Regions from separate parts of the Gossypium hirsutum genome. Here region 2 is linked to region 1. The links are chromatin contacts, called in public Hi-C maps. All regions are on one chromosome and are shown on one strand. Each heading gives the region's core, a stretch centred on a gene start, on an enhancer-like site or on the middle of the called end of the contact. The rest is flanking DNA. Distances are from core to core; before and after follow the strand shown. Region 1 holds the start of LOC107920363 (rubisco accumulation factor 1.1, chloroplastic). Region 2 holds the start of LOC121225433 (probable aldo-keto reductase 1).

What was found. A called contact is a pair of places that touch in the nucleus more often than the background predicts.
Region 2: a contact with region 1 is called in a Hi-C map of leaf, with 1.9 times the contacts expected there. The contact joins the promoter of LOC121225433 here to the promoter of LOC107920363 in region 1. A contact is called at or near these places in 2 of 34 Hi-C or Micro-C datasets (hypocotyl and leaf).

The regions. Positions count from the first base shown.
Region 1 is chrD13:35,469,167-35,472,292 of Gossypium_hirsutum_v2.1, reverse strand. LOC107920363 (rubisco accumulation factor 1.1, chloroplastic) reads right to left here and starts at 1,669. Exons shown (of 1, transcript XM_016850042.2): 1 at 1-1,669. The coding sequence starts at 1,569. The coding sequence ends at 232.
Region 2 is chrD13:36,254,146-36,257,271 of Gossypium_hirsutum_v2.1, reverse strand. LOC121225433 (probable aldo-keto reductase 1) reads right to left here and starts at 1,494. Exons shown (of 8, transcript XM_041109728.1): 1 at 1,290-1,494; 2 at 832-885; 3 at 716-829; 4 at 411-614; 5 at 149-321; 6 at 1-66. The coding sequence starts at 1,352.

The DNA.
Region 1 (3,126 bases), core at 420-2,919:
TAGTAGAATCAATTCATGCTTTAAATGTATATAAAACAAACAGTGAACTGCCTCTTGCTAATAATGCAGCAGAGTATTATACTGAAGTTCATTGGCTAAATCATTTGGCAACAACTAGAATGTCGCAGAAATGTAGCTACAAGGGCATTGAACTGAAGCACCATTATTATGCCTCCAGTAATCTCTATTTGCAATCAGGATTAAAACAAAATCACTCACTTTCGGTTCTTTTCATTCCCAATCTTCATCACTCAATTGATCATCAGATTCTTCCTTTGGTGGCCTGACCACCAATACCACAGTTCCTAGAGACTCCTTCACACCCATTTCCTTCAATGCTGATCCTGTATCCACCTTCAACCCGCCCCCATCAACCATCGCCAAGTAAAACGCAGCATCAACTTCGACCTCCTTTCTATTCCGATCCATAACCACCAAAATAGCCTCTTCCTTATACCACCTGTTTGACTTCCATGGTATAACTCTGGCATCACTGAATGCCACTACAACTCCTCCATGCCTTAACCCCGCAAGCGGTTCCCAACTTGGCAAAACCACCCACCTCTTCCATCCTTTCTCAGCCTCCACCACACCAAAATCCCCTCCACTTCTATATTCCAAAGGTGCTTCCAAAAGCTCCTTGGTATCCTCCTCCGCCATACAAACAGGCAAAACTACCACACGAGTAGCCTCAGCAACTTCACCAAACTGCATCCTAACAACTGGAACTCGAACCCTATATTCCAAATCATCATCTTTCTCTGGTTTTTCGTCTTCCCCACCTTCCAACTCTTCTGAAACCTCTTTTTTAGCACTCTCAGACTCAGCCACTTGCAATGCTTGCATTAAAGCAGCTGTTCTTTGTTCAGAAGGATTTCTATGTTCCCTACTTAGCCTATAATACATAAATGACAAACAATCCCCTGGAAGCCCATATTCAAAACTTTTCCAACCTTTATCCATTTTCCTTCTTGGGAAATCCTTCATAGCTCTAGCCAAATCTTGTGCACCTTTAGCATCCAAACCATTTTCAACTATATATCGAACAGCTTCAGCCCTTTGGGAAGCACTTAAAAGCCTTATCTCATAAAGCAATTCAGCACCACCAGTATCAAAAAACGACATAACATCTTCATCAGTTTTGGATTGAATAAGAGATTCTCTTACCTGGGAAGCAACTATCAGTCTATTTTGCTCAACCCCAGTGATCCCAGTTATTTCTTCTATTGAAGGAGGTGAGAAACCTTCCTGGTAAAGAGAAGGGATAAGTGGCGCATATTCAAACCAAAGGCCATTCCGGTTGGCTAAGACATCTAAGCGACCTTGAGCGTCAAGTGACCGGAATTTAGGAGGGAGTGGAGATGGAGGTGGCCTAAAAGGTTGATAAAGTTGTTGCTGTTGAGGCGGAGGAGTGGAGGGGATCAGAGTAGCTGAGATGGGTTTTAAGAGGGTTTTTGAAGGTGAGAAAGGAAGATGAAAGGATAAAAGAGATGGGCTTTGGATTGAAAAAGAAGAAAAGAAGGGAATTTTGGGATTGGTGATGGGGTTCAAAGAGGTTGAAGAGAGCATGGTTAGAGAATTAATGAAGGTAGAATATTTGCAGAGAGGAATGGAGGTCAGCTTTGAAGCCTGCAAGGTTTGCCTTATCTATTCTAACAACTGAAAAATATCTATGTAAAAGAGTACATTATGGGCTTAAGACCGTTAGAGCTTCAAATAGCCCATTTGGTAGGTAGTTTATGGATAAACTCAACTAGTCCACCATGTTAAATAGTGGGGGAATTAAGTTGGATTGAGCAGGGTTGGATTTTAATTCTTCGATGCTTACTTACTGCTCACATTTTCATAATTTTCTGCTAGCCTTTTCCCTACTGATGTAAGCATTTGACGCCACCCCCACGTTAATTCGATACCACAATGAAAATTATAATCAGATAATAAATATTATGAGAGGAATTTGAAATGTGAAAAGAGTTGTAAAAGTGACAATATGTTTGTTATACATGAGTAGTCATCGATCCAAGTCTTAGAAAGGATTCGAGTCTCCAACCTATGACTTAGATAAGTCCCGCCAGAAGATCAAGTGCGAGGCGAACCACGAGAGGACAACAAAGCAAGCTTGCGGACCCAGCTCACAAAGCAGAGCCAAGGACCTAGCTTGCAAGGCAAGGCCGAAGATCTAGCTTGCAGGAACTTAAGGAAGGCCATGATCTCGGCTCGCATACATCCAATGAGCTTGCAGAAAGGATCACGTGCTCCTCAGGCCACCTAGACATGTGTCCAGTAGGCGTGGAGTCCGCCCAGAGACGAAAAGGACCGTGTGCTACATAGACACGTGCCCAACAGAATGTCAATACTAGAGGCGGCAGAGTCAATACAAAATAGTGGGGCCATCATGAGCTGTATTAACATCCGTAACAACATGTATAAATACCCGAACACTCCTATCAATAAGACACGAGAAAATATTACTCAACAATTGGTGCAGTGAACGCGGACAGACTTCTGATCATCAGATTTTTTTGAGTTTGATTAAGTGTTCTTCAGTTTTCGAAGCAAATGGCTCACCTAAGTGAAAATTTCCCTTTCAAATCTTCATCAAGACAAGCCAGAGCATCAGGCTCTAATGACCAGCACAACGAAACAAACTTATTTGTCGGGTGGTTTGCTGATAGACTAGAAAATCTCAACAATATGGTCTATCGGAGAACTTCTGGCCCTTTGGACTTGAATATCTCTATTGGTCAGGGGTTGCCACTCCTTTTCAACCAACAAGCACCCTCGTAGCAGTTCCTAGACCTTCAAGAGCAAATGAGTTTATGAGGGAATATAAGGCCGCTCAGGAGGCGCGGTTCGAACAACAACTAGCTCTTCAATAGGAGCTGCTGGAACGACGGAAATGTGCAACTGTACACAATCGCAACAAGTAATAAAGTGACAAGTAAATGTCGAGTCATCATACCCACAATGACTGTGAAAAGAATTATTTATGAATGAAATTGAAAACACTTTGGTGGAGAAAAATATTTTGATTTGAAGAGGTGATTAAAAACTAGGATTTTAACTAAGTTAAATAAATAAATAAAAAGAAAATAAAAGTGTCAATGCATGATTTCAAAAGATGAT
Region 2 (3,126 bases), core at 245-2,744, 790 kb before region 1:
ACTGCTCTACCACCGAAGAATCCTCGACCAAGGGGGCTATAAGGAACTATTCCAATACCAAGATCCCTGTTAGGTAAATCCATCATATACTGGAATATATACATATATATATACATCAGAATCTGGACTTTTATCTTCAAAACCTAACCTGCAAAGAGGAACAATCTCATCCTCAATATCACGAGTCCAGAGCGACCACTCCATTTGGACTGCTGTGATCGGATGAACAGCATGTGCTCTCCGTATTGTATCGGGACTGGATTCAGATAATCCGATGTATTTGACTTTTCCCTCTTCAACCAGTTTCTTAAGTTCACCCATCTGCATTTTTAACAACAATGTGGTTTTAATAAAATAAAGTAGATCAGTTCCTCAACCACATAGCACAAGGAAAGAAGAGATTTACTCACGGTTTCTTCTATAGGTACCGACGTGTCCACCCGATGCTGATAATAGAGATCGATGTAATCGACATCGAGACGCTTCAAGCTCGCCTCGCAGCACGACCGGACATACTCAGGACTACCTTTCACGATCATACCAGTAGGTGCCATCCCTGCAATACCGAACTTGGTGGCTAGTTGAATTTTTTCTCTTGGTAATTGTTTCAAGGCCTGAAAGTGGTATAAACTTGTCTTTAGTTCGCATTTATGTAAACTACAGCTTCTTGATTATGTTATATTACATTTTATAAACAATCAGAAACAAAACTGACCTTGCCAACCAAAACTTCATTGGTATGCGCTCCGTAAACATCAGCCGTGTCAAAGAAAGTGATTCCTTTAGCAAAGGCGTGATTAATGATTGATATGATTTCATCCTCAGAGAGAGAGGTGAGTTGTAGATTCCAGTTAAACCCATGCATCCAAAACCCAACTTGGAAACCTGTTTAAAGAAAAGAAAAAAAAATGTCCCAGTTCGTGTAACAACATAGAGGTCTCAAAACATCTTGATTGGACCCATGATTTGTGTCACAGTTAGTCATTAAGTTTGGGAAATTTGGTTCATTCAGTTACGGCATCCAACAGATCTAAATCGGAATACTAATATTTGCAACACTAACTACCACTTCCACCATATCATTAGAAAAAAACCTACTTTTGATAAAGCCAACGGCTTTCAAATAAAACCCATTCGATAAAAATCAGTAATTTCTCAAATCTGCATTACACGGTTTGCTTATGAGTGCCAGAAAGTTGAAAACTTTTGACAAGTATTACAACATATATAAGATTGGGTTTTAATCCAACAAACTGAAATGAGAAAAATAAAAATAAAGAAAACCATACCTCAAGTCCTTGGGTGCCCAGTTTGACTGTGGGGATTTGTAACAAGTAATCTGGTTGCGCCATGTCTGAATAATCTCTGCTCCAACTTCTGTGTTCTGTTTTTGTTATTAAAAAGTGAAATTGGTTGGGAATGGAAGTAGTTGAGTTAAGAGGTAGCTGTGGGATGATTGAAATTGAAGAGAAAATGGCACTGTCTCTAACCGAACGTCAAAACGTTGTCCAATTGTAGCTTCCTACTTGGCAGTTACATTTTTTATTTTTCACTCGAAAGAAAAAAGAAAAGAAAGGAGAAATTATTGCACCAGCCGGGAATCGAACCCGGGTCTGTACCGTGGCAGGGTACTATTGTACCACTAGACCATTGGTGCATCCTGCTAGCCAAAGACTAATCTAATTTAATAATCGATTTTAGATCTTGTTTTGTATACATATGAGTAGCTATACTTAAATTTAGCCTTTATCATTTACATATTTTGTTAATTTGGTCATTACTATTTTTTAAAGTTAAATTTAGCCCACAACCCTTTAATAGAGTAAAAATTAATCATTAACGTTTTAAAATGAGTCTAATTATTATTTTTAATTGAAATACTAATTGAAAAGTTAAATTCTTAAACATGACAGTTCACATGGCAATCTATGTGTATTTCATGCTATTTTTTTAAATTTTTATGAACTTTATTTTAAATTTTAAATTTTAAATGTTTCTATAATTTTAAAATTATTTATTGACGTAATATATAAGGCAAATAGTGTTATATCAATATGAAGTATTGGTGAATTGTTACGCTAGTTACCACTCAACATCGTTAAGAAATTAATATTTTAATATAAATTTTTGTTAAAAAGAAAAGTTTAGATGTTTTTGGAAATCAATGATAGATTTAGATAAAAATCAAATTAATAAAAATGATGTAACGGAATACTATTTACTCAGGGTAAGCTCAAAGTAATAGATATAAAAGAAAATCTGAGAAAGGTGGCCGACATTGAGGTTTTATTTATATTTTGTTAAACTGTACCCATTGTGTTTGTGTTTTGAGTTTAATATGATACATAATAACTTGGTTAATGTTTGGGAACTTATATTTTGCTATATAGATTTAGATTTCAAAAGTGTAGATGGAATAGTAAATTTTTAAAATATAATAAATTTTTAGATAATTATTAGTAATAATTTTAGATTTAATAAATTCATGTTTTTATACCTTTCAAATATATATTATACTAATTTGTACATTTGCACAATGTATAGTTATTTTTATATGTTAATTATAAATTCATTAATGTTTTGAAATTTTAATTTAATTGAAAAAGAATTTTAAAAATATTTAATTAATTTAGAATCAGAATATTTAACGTTAAAACAATATAACAATTCATCATAGTTTGAATATTAATTTATTATATTTTAAATATTATTTTGATAGGTTATTTATTATATATATTTATATTAATTTAGTTTATTGTTAATTTGTTTTAAGAATGATTATTTACATTAAACATCAATTCATTGAAGTAATCACCTTAAATAAAGAGATAAGTAAGTGATAAAGTAACTACTTACCTATCCATTTTATTTAATATTTTTTTGTTTGAAATTTTTGTATTAATTAATTTTTTATAAGGTTTAAAAAGCCCAATTAAAAAATGAATTGAAAAATTTTCAATTTAATTTCTTTATTTTAATCTATTTAAAAATTTTATAATACATATAGGGTAAATTACACTTGTAGTCACCCACCTATTGAAATTTTCCTTTTTGGTCATTAATTCGTTAAATGGCTAATGGAAAGATAACGTAACAGCTTTTAAAATTGGCATAATAACAACTTTA